2 separate regions of the Hordeum vulgare genome follow, and region 2 is linked to region 1. A link is a contact called in public Hi-C data. All regions are on one chromosome and are shown on one strand. The core of a region is the stretch at or near the end of the contact, and the rest is flanking DNA. Distances in the headings are between cores, read along the strand shown.

Region 1 (6,707 bases), core at 2,672-5,171:
GGTGAAGTCGATGGAGACGACGGCGACAAAGTTGACGAAGACAACGGCGGCGAAATCGATGGAGACGGTGATGGATGGTCTTCAGGCGAAGTATGCAGAGGGGACGACCAAGTACGCGGAGGCGACATTGATCTGTACGATGGTGAAGTCAACGGAGACGATGGTGGATGGTCTTCAGGCGAAGTACGTGGAGGCGACGACGAAGTACGCGGAGGAGACATTGATCTGTTCATCTTTAGAACTTGTGATCTATTCCAATGAAGGCTTTCTTTTTATGATACAAACAATATGTGTAATCCGGGTTGGACATCCATGGCAATCCTGTTGGAGTAGTTCCCGGACCTGGCAATGAATCCGATTTGTGATCCAAATCGGACATGGCCGCCAGCGCAAGGAGATCGCCGTGGAGGAGGCTGGGTGTGGCCCTAGGTAGAATTGAGAATGAGTGAGGAGGGGAAGAAGAGCAAGGGGCTGGAGAGAAGGCAGAGAGTCCAGATCGACAACGGCGTTGAGAGGAAGGAGGAGTTGTGAGCGTGTGCGTCTGTTCTCCGGTTCGTACATACAAGTCGTGGGTTCAACAACGACTTGGCGCAACTTTTTTAAAGAGGAGGCATCTGCCCGACCTTAAACTAAGGGCGCACCTTTTGTTTTGTCACTTACTCCCTCAATCACAGTATATTGGGTGTATCTTTAAAACGATAATTTTTCATAATTAGAAGGAAATAAGGCACATGACATTAATTAACCTATTAATTGGGATGTTTTGGAAACCGTCTCCAGCAATGCATGCGAGGAAGTCGTTCGTTTAGTGGAAGGGGGTTAGTAATGCGTCAGTTTTACAATTAATTAGGCGCTTCTATAGCTTGTCGGTTCAATTTTTCCTACCAATAGAAAAACATCTTGGTCTGAGAGCCCTGTGAGATATGTCCAATATACTGTGATGGAGGGAGTATTAAAAACACTGGTTTGATTATTCATAAAGTCAAGGGTATTATTGTCAAATCTGAATCTTTTTTTCCAACTAATATTAGTACCACGGGTTTATTAACAAAAATTGAGAAGGACTAGCAAAAGGGCCCGTGCGTTGCAACGGGAGAAAAAAAATCATAATATTGAATGATCATGATCACATTCTGCTGCATCGCCGAGATACATTATCATTCTCAATTCCGTGATTCATGAATATTTTTTAAACTCATGAACATATTTGAAATCGTGAATATTTTTCAAATTCATGAACACTTTTACAATCTTTTGTCATTTTTTAAAACCAAGAACATTTCCTTAATTCATGAACATATTTTTGTTATTTGCAAACAACTTTTTAATTGTTAATATTTTTTAACAATTTTCGTCTACACCACCTACAGTGTGTTCATCTTTGGAAACATTAAGCATGTCATCTTCTTTCTGGTCTGGATGCATACATAGCACATGATTTTTGAGGGCAGCGTGGATGCTCTCCCATCAATTCTGATTTTTTTCTCCAGGTCTCTCTCTATCATTAAGTCTATGCCACTCTCTGCCATTAATTCTATGCCATAATCCCGCAATCTTCCGTTCTCATTTGTTGCATGTCAATTTTCTCCCGATTTGTCTCTCTTCATAACCCCACAATTTTCTCCGTCTCCCGGTCTTTTTCTTTCCCTAGTAATCTCCCCCATAATAATCCCACAAATTTTCTTTCTATGGAGAGACGGATTAACTCCTTACATATTTTCGGGAGCGAGGTGGGACAATACAATACATATGTGCATTTTAATTAATTCTATGGAGAGACGGATTAACTCCTTACATATTTTCGAGAGCGAGGTGGGACAATACAATACATATGTACATTTTAATTACATAACAAATAGTAATAATAGGTGATGAAAAAAGCGCGGCAACCAGGGATCGAACCTGAGCCACCACAGCTAGCGCGTGCACGAAAAAAAAAGGATTTTAAAGAGAAAACGAAAAAAGGTGAAAGGTGGGATTCGAAGCCAGGTCTACAGGTTGGTATAAAAAGATTGAAACCAACGTAAGCCTGTTGAAGAAAAGGGATTTTAAAGAGAAAACGAAAAAAGGTGTAAGGTGGGACTCGAACTCAGATCTTCAGGCTGGCGTAGAAAGAGTGAAACCACCCCGCTACTTGCTTGTGCGTGAAAGAATAGGGCTTGTGCGTGAAAATAGGAAGCATACGCTACGAACGAAGCCTGGACGGACGACAGAAGCACTCCGTCATTTATTATTACTAGCAAAAGGGTCCGTGCGTTGCAACGAGAAAAAAAATAACACACGCTTTTAATCTTTTATAATCATTTTGATTTATTAAAATAATAAGCTAACTAACTAATGTAGTCAGTCCTATCCTATTTTGTTAAGAAATCAACCCATCCATTGTTAATTTCACCATGATGAGAAATTGAGGGGTACAAGCAAAGCAAAACAAAGAGACTACGTGAATTGATCAAGGGACTATTATCTTATTTCACTCATGGGGTAGAGAATGTGGGATGAGATGACAAACTGAAGGTGGTGTTCCATTCTCTCTCTCTACAACAATGCAATCTTACATTCAATACATTCATTCATCAGCAAACAAATTTTCACAAAACAAAATTTCTTGTCGGTGCTTGGCACACGGTTGGATGCATGGGGAGGGGATCTCACCAGATGATGAGTTCCTGCCGAAGGAGGGGATACGATGAGGGGAGCAAGGGTTAGGCGCCTCTATCTGGTCATAAGGAGTCGTCGTTGTCGCGCCATAACCTCGGAGTTCCCCGTGTGAGCCATGGAGGCCCGCCTCCACCTGCAAGTACTTCACTCCGCCGCGCCTTATCCGCGCGCCGCCGCCGTTCTGCATCGAGCAAACGCATCATCCCAAGTCGTTGTAGCTGTTGCGTTGATTTGATCCAGAAGCTGTGCTCGAGCGCCGAAACAGGGGCAGCAAGCGGGCAGAGGTACGACCACGGAGGCGGGCGGGTTGAGATCGACAACAGTGGTGGTTGAGGTCGACCGCGGCGGCGAGTGGTGTGGTGGCGGCCTGGGCACAGGCCAGGGTGGACCAGGGTCGACGCGATGCGCTCGAGCGCCGCAACGGGGGCAGTGAGCGGGGAGAGGTACAGCCGCGGAGGCGGGTGGGTTGAGATCGACAGCGGTGGCGGTTGAGGTCGGCCGCGGCGGCGAGTGGTGTGGCGGTGGCCTGGGCACACGTCAGGGTGGCCCAGGGTCGACGGGAGGAGGCGATGTGTACGGGTATAATTTTTATAATGAATCATTTTTTTCCTTTTGCGTTGCAGATAAATGATGGAGCGCGGATTGAATAACAAAAATTACAGGAGCTCTTTTATAAAAATATCGTGGTGGGTTTTCCGAAGGAAGCAATAGCCGCTTTATTATTAGGTATAGATTTGAGAAGGATATTGCAAAACGCCACGACGGACTAAGAAACCAATTTCCTTTATTAGTAGGTATAAAAGTTTGCTGATGGGCCGGTCCAGTTGCTTGCGCGAGGAGCAGTTCCCTTCAGCAAGAAACTTCCGTCACGCCTAATGTGAGACATAATTCTCGCGGGTTTGTTGGGACTTGCGATGGAATTTATTTGCTGCGTGGGCTTACTTTTGGTCACATATGTGGGTAAGGCAACCACCTGTGGGATGGGCCTAGAGAGCGACGGATGATGGCCCAAAGCACACTAGTCTCACAGTGGCGTTAGTCGCGTCCAAATCCTCACGCTGCCGTCAGCCCTAGCCGTTTTGCCCCACCTCACGAGCTCTCACCACCCACGAACAAATCCCTGGCAGCCGTCCGATGCTCCGCCACGTCATGAATCCGCGTGCCTGTTCTTGTACCCAACGACCAGGATCTGTTCTGGCCCATCCGCCCAAACCTAGAGGCCTCTCGGCCCTCTTGTTCTTCCCCGCCGGCTACAAATCGCGCAAAATTTCCCCTGAATTTTCCACAACCACAACGCCAACTTTAACCAGAGGAAGAAATTCTCTTGCGAGAGTTCGTGTCTAGTAGAAGAGTGGAGGAGATGAAGCCGGCGGTTGAAGGCGACGAGCGTGCGGCGGAGATCGCCCGCATCAAGGCCGCCGCGGCCGCCGCCAAAAAGGCGGCGGAAGAGGTGGTGGATGTGGACGATGAAGGTGAGGATGACGAGGAGGAGGCGGTTGACGGCGACGACGACGACGACGACGTCGACGACGATGGGGAAGAGGACGATGATGAGGGGGTTGAGGGTGAGGAGAAGGGGTCGGCGCCGCAGCAGGTGGTCGACATCTCCGACGAGGACGACGACGGCGGCGATGAAGAGGACGGTGGTGACGATGACGATGACGATGACGACGACGACGACGATGACGAGGAGGACGACGATGAAGTGGATGAGGAGGAGGACCCCGAGGTATAAATTTCTCATCGTCTCGTATTTTTTTAACATCTCAAATTTATCAGTAATTTCGGTTACGTTTAGTCTATGAACATATGGTTCCGTTATGTTAGAGAAATTCCAGATCTGTCTTCAGATCTTGTCGATTTATGCTTTTCTTAAGTTGCCGTATTTCTCGTAGCTGGCGATAAATGTGTTCAGATCTGGAAAAAAAGCGAGCCAGACGGGTTGCATCTGGTTAGGTAGATAGATTTAGGAACTGTGAATTTTTTCTTTTGCTCAACCTGCAGCTTTTTCTGTTGTGTTTGTTTAGATCTTGTCAATTGTACTCTGCTATACCGTTTATTTTTTATCTGTTCAGCCTGTTGTGGTAATCGATATTCAGTAGGCATACCGACCTGCCTTCCGTTGTTGTGTGGTGTCTAGTGTAGGCCGTCAGACTGGTAGCACGTCCCTTTTCGAGAATAGTTGAGGACAAAGTATATGCTTCCTTTTTTCCTTTAATATAAAGAAAAAAAACCTTGTGCAACTGATAAAAGAGAAACCGGGCCATGTTATGCTGTCCATGAATTATTTTACTATACTAAATCTGGCTCGTGGTATTGCTAAGATATCCTGTGGTCTATGAGTTATCTTGCTATACTAAATTTGCCTTGTGGTGTTCCTAAGATGGTCCTCAGGAAATCTCGCTATTTCACACTCAGATCCAAAGACACCTAGATATTCAAATTGTCTGGTGTAGATCTGTCAGATTTGATAGTAGGCTTCTTTCTGGCCCTGTTTATGTGTGCTTGGAGATGATGATCATCAGAGGCTGTTTCTGAGGACGAGCCTATAGCTCTCCCTATGTTGCCAAATAACTGATTTGCCTATCTGATCCAAAGCACTAGTGAAATACTTTCTATTTTCTTCTCATTATTTTCTCATGGAGATGATGAATATCAGAGGCTGTTTCTGAGGACGAGCCCAGTGCTCTCCCTATGTTGCCAAATAACTGATTTGCCTATCTGATCCAAAGCACTAGAGAAATATTTTCTATTTTCTTATTTTTATTTGGCCATGGGAGATGATGAATATCAGAGGCTGTTTCTGAGGATGAGCCTAGAGCTCTCCGTATGTTGCAAAATTACTGATTTGCCTATCTGATCCAAAGGACTAGTCAAACACTTTCAATTTTCTCTCTTCATTTATTTTGTGAAATAGATGATGAATATCTGATGCTGCTTCCGGGTATGAGCCTTGAGCTCTCCCTATGTTGCAAAATTTCTGATCTGGCCCATAATACTTCTGTTTTCTCTTATTTATTTTGTAAAGGAGATGATGAACATCAGAGGCTGTTTCTGAGGATGGGCCTAGAGCTCTCCCTATGTTGCACAATAACTGATTTGCCTATCTGATCCAAAGCACTAGTGGTAGATTTTTTTTTCTTGGCTTGTAGTCAGATGAGGGTTTTATTTTCGTTTGGGGAAATGATGATTAATTCATCACAGATGCCCTTAATGGGCTTTCTTAAAGAATGGTGACAAATTGCACGTCAGTCTGATCCCCTAATAGTTTTGTAAACTAAATTGTTAGTGGTATCCACTCTTATTTGGAAAGTGATGATTGTTTCATCTCAGATGTCCTTTATGGATTATTCAGAATGATGAGAAATTGCACGTCAGTCTGATTCCAAACTGTTGTTAAACTTTGATTTTGTTGAACTTCGACTTGAATCCATCTGTCACTAGCTTATTTTATGTTGATAGTTGTCCCCAAATAATTGGTTTTCGTTTCTCATCTGTTGTGACTTGAATCTATCTGTCACTAACTGTAATATGCAACTAGCATAGTTGTGAGTAGTCAGACTAATTGACACTTGTACTATTTGTTGTTTGGCAGGAGGAGTTAGGAACTAAATATCTCGTGCAGCCACTTGGCCGTGCTGAAGATGAAGAGCATTCCAGTGACTTTGAGCCAGAAGAAAATGGTGATGGTGCTGATGATGAGGAGATTGAGGATGATGATGCTGAAGAAGATGGTGAGGATTCTGTTAAGGCACAATCCTCTTCAAAGAGAAAGAGGTCTGGCGGGGAGGATGAAGATAATGATGACGACGATGGTGATGATGATGGTGATGATGATGAGAAGCCTCCCTCAAAGCGATAGTCAATTTGTTCTGGCTGATCTGAGATCGTTTCTGCTGAGGGCGAAGAAGGAAAATAATCCTCTTCAAGAGGATTGTTGGTAAATGCTGTAGTTTTAGGACATCTGTGGTAGGTGTAGCAGCTCGAACTTGAGTCTACCCATGTTAGTTGTTAGTGCATACTGCTGATGTTGATTAGCAGCCTCT
Region 2 (6,707 bases), core at 1,414-3,913, 290 kb before region 1:
ACTCTTATATAAAGCAAAGCGCTCCCGAGAACACATGGAAATTTTTGTCTAGTCATGTTTATTATGTTGTGTTGATTCACGTTCATTACTTTAATAATTTGATATGTGGGTGGATCGGTGCTTAGGTGTTGTTCTTAATTGAACATGCAACCTACCTATGATTACCCCCCCCCCCCCTCACAAGCATCCACAACTACGAAAGAAGAATTAAGATAAATCTAACCATAGCATGAAACATGTGGATCCAAATCAGCCCCTTATGAAATAACGCATAAATTAGGGTTTGGCCTTCTCTCACTATGGCAACCCATCATCTACTTATTACTCCACAATGCCTTCCCTTAGGCCCAAATATGGTGAAGTGTCATGTAGTCGATGTTCACATGACACGAGTGAAGAAAACAAGAACATACATATCATCAAAATATCAAACGAATACCAAATTCACATGATTACTTATAATAAGCCTTCTCCCACATCCTCAGGAACAAAAGTAACTACTCCCTGTCATGTCATCAGGAGTGCCACTCGCCACCCCCGTGCCCAAGTCGATTGACGTGAAAACGCGCTGTCGCCTGCGCTCCTACCTCAACTATAGCGGCGGCGACATCAGTTCGTTAGCTTGGAGTGCCCTAACGACGCACGATTATGCCATGGGGAGCGGTGTCGACGAGACTGCGCAATGCTATGTGACGGGGATACTACCCCCGGGTGTACCAAGAGCGGAGATTATCCATCTCCAAGACATTTGAGGCCGCCTGGGCCCCCAGGCCAGCTAGCGATAACCGGCCCACTTGGCCGACCCAAGCAAGGCCGGCTGGAGATAGCCGGCCCATTCAGCCAACCCAAGCGCGGCCGGTTGGCAAGAGCCGGCCCCTTCCACCCACAAGTACGGCGGGTTGGCGATAGCCGACCCCATTTCTAGCCTACACGTACCCGGCCGTCTAGCGGTAGCCGGCCACCTCTTCGACATGTATCCGGCCGCCTGGCGGGGCTCGGCCAGCCGCTTGTCCTCTTGCGAGATGCGCGGCCGGCTCCCGTCTCATTCGACCGTATCGCCGTATGCAGACAAGACAAGACGAATGATCAGAGGCTATCACGGCAGCAGTACGCGCTGACATGTACAGTTGTCCTGCGGCGTGATGCTAGGAGGGTCACCGAGGCTACAGGGACCCCGACCCTGAGTGAGCAAGGAGGTCTTGTAGCCACGTTCCCCCTCTATCGCACCCACCTGATAGCTCGGCGCACCGACCGCTGCTGCACACGACCGGCGGGTCCCATGACAAGACCCAGCCGTAGGTGGGCCTCGCAGCCGGCCCAAGAGGCCGGGAGTCGGCCCCCACCCCACAATCCTACCGTTACCACTGTAACTCCTGGCTGCACTATAAAGCCACGTCCCTACCCACTAAGAGAGGCAGGCTGAAAGACACAACATTCCCACGATCACGCAGAGAACACCATCTGAGGCAGCAAGTCCGGCAGCCAGCGCTCTGTTCTCCCTCCCCACGAACAACTCAAGGAGCAACCTTTGTACTGTGATTATCTTATAGTCACTCAGGCAGGACTAGGGGTTTTACCTCATTGGAGGACCCTGAACCTGGGTAAATCGGCGTCATGCGTGTTGCGCCCACACCCGCTCCCAGATGTCGTCGGCGTGCATCGGCCCCAACCTACGAGTTAAGCGACCCCATGGCATTTGTCCCGGAAATACCACGGCACTATGTGTCGGCCGGAGTTCACAGACTCCGACGTCCCACCGTCATACGTCGCGACGGACCAGGACCTGGCGTATGCCTGGGCCCTAAACAGTTCCTTGACGACGATGGAGACGAGCAAGCACCGTCTCCCCGCATCGACGCGGATATGACCAAGTACGGCGAAGTGTAGTCTCTGAGCGAGATCACCGTCGCCAAGAGCGCCTCCTCCAAGGATGGTTGTCCTCTCTCCTACTCGCGTCATCGATGGTTGTGGCCGCACTACGCGTGGTGCAGGAGGAAGCGGAGAGGATCGTCCGTGAGCATCAAGCGACTGTCGGGAAGCCCCCTTCCGCCACTCGATGCCCGACGATGACTCTGACAACGGCTCCGGTGACGATGACGGAGGAGCCGCCGGCCAGCCCGACATGGCTTACGAGGTCACCATCTAGTATAGGTGGTGACGTGGTGTAGGGTTATGGTTTTAGTTCGCGGAACGAAATATCATCCGATTTTATGTAAATATTATCCCACTTCCAGTGAATATCGTTTGCTTTATTCGAGTTTCAATCAATTTTTTTTTATTTTCGTTCAAAATCCATTTAAAATACAACCGGATACATGCGAATAGTTTTGGATGGTTGGCTGCCGCATCCGTGTCTATGAACTGGTCCATCCGTTCGCGGACGGACACCAGGCAAATTTGCGCGTCAGCCATGAAGATGCCCTAAGTAACTTTAGGTACAGTAGGACCTATTTTTAGGCGTAGGATTATCGTGTATCAACAGAGCATTCCTTTTCGTTTTTCTGAACCTATTTGCAGATCTCCCTTTGCTAATTAAGAACGACTTCCTGCAGGAGGGTCCTCACCGAGTCCACCACACCGCGTAATAGCGTCCCCAGCCCCAAGCCAGGTTTACAGTGCATCGCTCCCAACCGCTTGAGCTGCGACGACCCTTCCTCCCATCCCTCTATATATTAGCTCTCGTGCAAGTGCAGCTTCTACTTCCGCCCGCCCCAGCCACCAAAGCTCTATACTATACAACGAATTAACTCTTGCGCGCGCACAGAACTCTTACTCGATAACGGCGTCGGCAGCCAGGTCGCGAGGCAGCACAACCATGCAGGCGCAGTCCCGTCTCATCATGAACCCCAACGTCGGCGTCGCCGGCTACGACGACTCCGCGGCGGCCGACGAGCAGCACAAGGCGGTGCTGAGGGAGCTGACGCACGGGCACGAGCTGACGGCGCACCTGCAGGCGGAGGCGCTGCGGGCGCTGCGCGGGCAGGGCCAGGCCGAGGCCACCGCCGCATTGATCCTGCAGGAGGTGTCCCGCGCCTTCTCCGTCTGCATCTCCATCATGGGCGGCTCCGCCCCGGCCGCGCCGCCGCCCGACGCGACCCCCGTCGTTGCCACCGGCGCCGCGAGCGCGCGCCGTCCTAGAGACGACGGCGTCCCGAGAAAGTGAGTCGCCCAGCTGCTAGTACTACTACTACTACTAGTATTATTACATACCTGCAGTAGGGTATAAGCTTTCAGAAAATGGCCGAGAAACAAAACAAGTGGATTATGTGGGGGAACTGATTGTGTGGAGTCCATTCTTCCTTCAACAGGGTAACAGTGACTTCCTCGCCATACTCCGACGGGTACCAGTGGAGGAAGTACGGCCAGAAGAGGATCATGAGGACGAGCTTCCCAAGGTCAGTTCATTTCTATATATCTCGGCGTCTCTGTTGCTTATCTTATCCAGATAACTAAATAATCAACGGACGATGAGCGATTAAGTTGCCATGTCGCTCTAACAAGAAACGAACATGCTCCTAAATAAAAGCTATAGCTACTACTACTACTTATCTAGGCGCGCGCAAGGTTTAGATCGTGACGCTTGTAGCGCGTACGGGATAGTAGGAAAACGTGCATGATTAGGCTGATTCAGATTTCTGATGCCCACGCGATGGCACCGGGAGATCGGGAAAGGGAAGCGCGCAAAGGACAAACACAAAATGCTGCGCGCTTGCCACGCAGCGACCTCAAAAAGGATGCTTGATCCTGGTGAGCAACCGATCGGATCCCCAGTTCCCCACACGGCCACACGTTTGAAAGCATCGGCAAAGCGGAGAGATGGGTCCATTCCAAGGGGATACAAAGTAAAAGCCAGTTTCGATGCTGACCCTGTCTTCTCTTTCAGGTAAAGGGAATGTTTTCCTGACCATCCACAATTTTCGTCATCCCTGAAAGTTACGTTCTGTGTGGCGGGATCCTCGTGTGTGTTACTGTGTGTTATTTGCCACGGTGAACGATTGGGTCGTCACTGATTTGACGTTCGATAGTTAGGAGGAGGAAGTAGGAGTACTGTTTATTAGAGGCATCTCCCTACGTCACCAACCGCTAAATAATTGGTCTCGAGCGACGTCACCGCGTATAGCCAGCCAGCTAGCCGCCATGCATGTGCTAAGATGAGACGGAATACTCCTACCTAATGATATTCTACTCTACTGCGCACGTACCTGCTGGACATGTGTAAACGAATCGTAGTTCTTACTCCTACTTGTGTACGTGTACACGCAGGTGCTACTACCGATGCTGCTACCATCGCGAGCGCAGCTGCCCGGCGACGAAGCTGGTGCAGCAGCAGCAGCCGCACGGCGACGGCGACCAGACCATGTACAACGTCATCTACGTCCACGAGCACACGTGCGACCACGCTGCTCCGGCCGAGCCGGCGGCGCGCGGCTCCGCGCCCGCCCCGCTCGGCTTCGCCGCCGGGCAGCAGCGGGGCGGCGTCGGCCTGGACCGCGGCTCCATGGAGGAGCTCGAGCGGCAGGCGCTCGTGTCGTCCCTCGCCTGCGTGCTTCAGGGCCGCCACCAGAGCTACTCCGGGTCCGGGGCCGGCACGCCGGACGGATCGCCCTCGCAGGGCCGCGCCGGCGACGTGGGGCTGGATGTCATGGACTACGACATGACGGGCACGCTGTACTTCGCGGCGTCCTCATCGTATGGGCCGGGCGGCGACGGCATGATTCCTTGAGGTGGGGGGAGCGCGTGTGATGGATCGTGTCGATGAGATGTAGATTGAGGTTCAGAGAGTCTGCATGAGAAGCGCGAGCGCAGCAGTTTTTTCGCGGGTGCTTACAAGGACGGCACACCGCTTGTCAGCCTACTTATTTTTTTTGTCGGCCTTCTACTTAATTATAGTAGTAGTAGCTATGTTTGATGTACGTGCGTGTACGTACAGGCCATATACAGGTCACACTGTCCGTCCCTATATATATTAATATATACGGTATTGTAAGATCTAATATGTGCAACTAAATCGTATTACAGTGTGCGAATCTCCAGTCAATTTTGATCAAGCTGGAGCTTTCAACCTGATGATTTCCCCACTTTTGTTTTATCCTCTTATTTTCCTCATCTTTGGCATATTTTCCTCAGAGGTATTCTTATTGTAGCAAAGAGTCTTCCTCCCTGCTGCATTTAGCAAACACTTTATTAGAGTATATTTTTCATCTTTATTTTCATCCTCTTTTATTTTTAACCTGATTTCCTCTCTTAGTATTTTCCATTGTTTCTATCTTCTATATAATTCCATTAGTGATGTCGGGCGACGCAGTGGGCACGGGATGTTGAGAAGGCCCTCGCGGCGGTGGATGTTGGAGAGGCAGAGTCACACTCTCCGGCATCCCATAGGGTGCACCAGTGCGGGCGACGCAACCACGTCGTGGTGGACGTCGGCTCCTCCTAGGAAGGATCCGTCATCGACTGACACGATACGAGTATCGGCTCCGACGGGGAAGAGTAGGGCACGGAAGACGACGGAAGCTCGACTCCCGTGAGATGTCTACTGTTACATGTCCTACTCTACCTCGCCGACGACCAGACCAACGCTACGAGGAACGCAGCCAGCCACCGGACATGGACACGCCGAGCTACACTTAGTATTATAGGTTTACGTTGTACTCCCTCCGTCCGAAAATACTTGTCCTAAAAAATGCATATAATGGATGTATCTATAATTAAAATAAGTCTAGATACATTTATTTCTAGGACAAGTATTTCCGGACGGAGTTGTATGTAATAATATGAATTTGAGGTTTGCAAAGAAAAGTTGACCCTGGCAAAGAAAAGTGTGGTGGATACCTAAAAAATCTATTAAACCCAATAAAATTGCAATAAACTTTGCGCAACAAAATGCAATGGACTCAGTCTACAAACGCACATATTTCAAAAGGTGCATTACACACACTAGTATTAAATCATACTCCCTCCGTTCCTAAATATAAGTCTTTTTAGAGGTTCCACTAACAGACTACATACGGATGTATATTGACATATTTTAGAGTATAGAGTCACTCATTTTATTTCGTATATAGTCCCCTAGTAAAATCTTTAAAAAGACTTATATTTTAGAGTGCCACACTAAAATAGAAAATAGTGCAAAAATAAAATGGATGAAAAACCATGAAAAATATCCAATCTGAATCAAGTTTTCAATATCTGATCGAAATAAAAGCAATTGTGAAGTGGTTTTAGAATAGCACGTTTAGTCCAAGAGCAAAAGTTTTAATAAGTTTCTAAGTCGCATTATCGGAAAGTTGGTATCAAATATTTTGGAAGATAGCTCTTTTCAACCAATAAACCTACTGTTTACAAAGTGTGGCACACACATATGAACCATAATTAAGTATAAACATGTGAAGTATAGAGAACTATTCAAAATATATGTATTTACACGTATCATAGAAAGTTAGCGTGGTTATTATAATAGTTATGATATTTATTCTCTCTTCTCGTGTAGGATTGTTTGTAACACATTAATGGAGCTTGGAATAGGACGTAGAAAATGATATTGAGCTAACTACTGAAACTATATGAAACTGTTTTCTAGATTTGGGGGCAGACTATAGATTGGTACTTTGGTCACCTAAATGATGGGGAGGAGAGAGGTAATTTACATCTATTGTAAAAATAAATATGGCACATCTAGATGCTTAAGTTTTTTATTCAAGCCAATG

Evidence for each region. Hi-C and Micro-C count contacts between places; a contact is called where the count stands out from the background.
Region 2: a contact with region 1 is called in a Hi-C map of leaf, with 3 times the contacts expected there. The contact joins the promoter of LOC123440425 here to the promoter of LOC123444719 in region 1. A contact is called at or near these places in 4 of 6 Hi-C or Micro-C datasets (leaf and seedling) and 1 of 1 datasets of contacts at active chromatin or transcription factors (embryo).

What each region holds. Positions count from the first base shown.
Region 1 is chr3H:529,449,894-529,456,600 of MorexV3_pseudomolecules_assembly, reverse strand. It overlaps LOC123444719 (acidic leucine-rich nuclear phosphoprotein 32-related protein-like), which reads left to right and starts at 3,921. Exons shown (of 2, transcript XM_045121537.1): 1 at 3,921-4,390; 2 at 6,257-6,707. The coding sequence starts at 4,022. The coding sequence ends at 6,523. LOC123445851 (a small nucleolar RNA gene) reads left to right here and starts at 5,165; the gene lies at 5,165-5,259. LOC123445847 (a small nucleolar RNA gene) reads left to right here and starts at 5,966; the gene lies at 5,966-6,051. It overlaps LOC123445846 (a small nucleolar RNA gene), which reads left to right and starts at 5,837; the gene lies at 5,837-5,925. It also overlaps LOC123445854, LOC123445853 and LOC123445852.
Region 2 is chr3H:529,736,002-529,742,708 of MorexV3_pseudomolecules_assembly, reverse strand. It overlaps LOC123440425 (transcription factor WRKY19-like), which reads left to right and starts at 2,663. Exons shown (of 3, transcript XM_045116991.1): 1 at 2,663-3,159; 2 at 3,309-3,395; 3 at 4,264-5,078. The coding sequence starts at 2,816. The coding sequence ends at 4,723.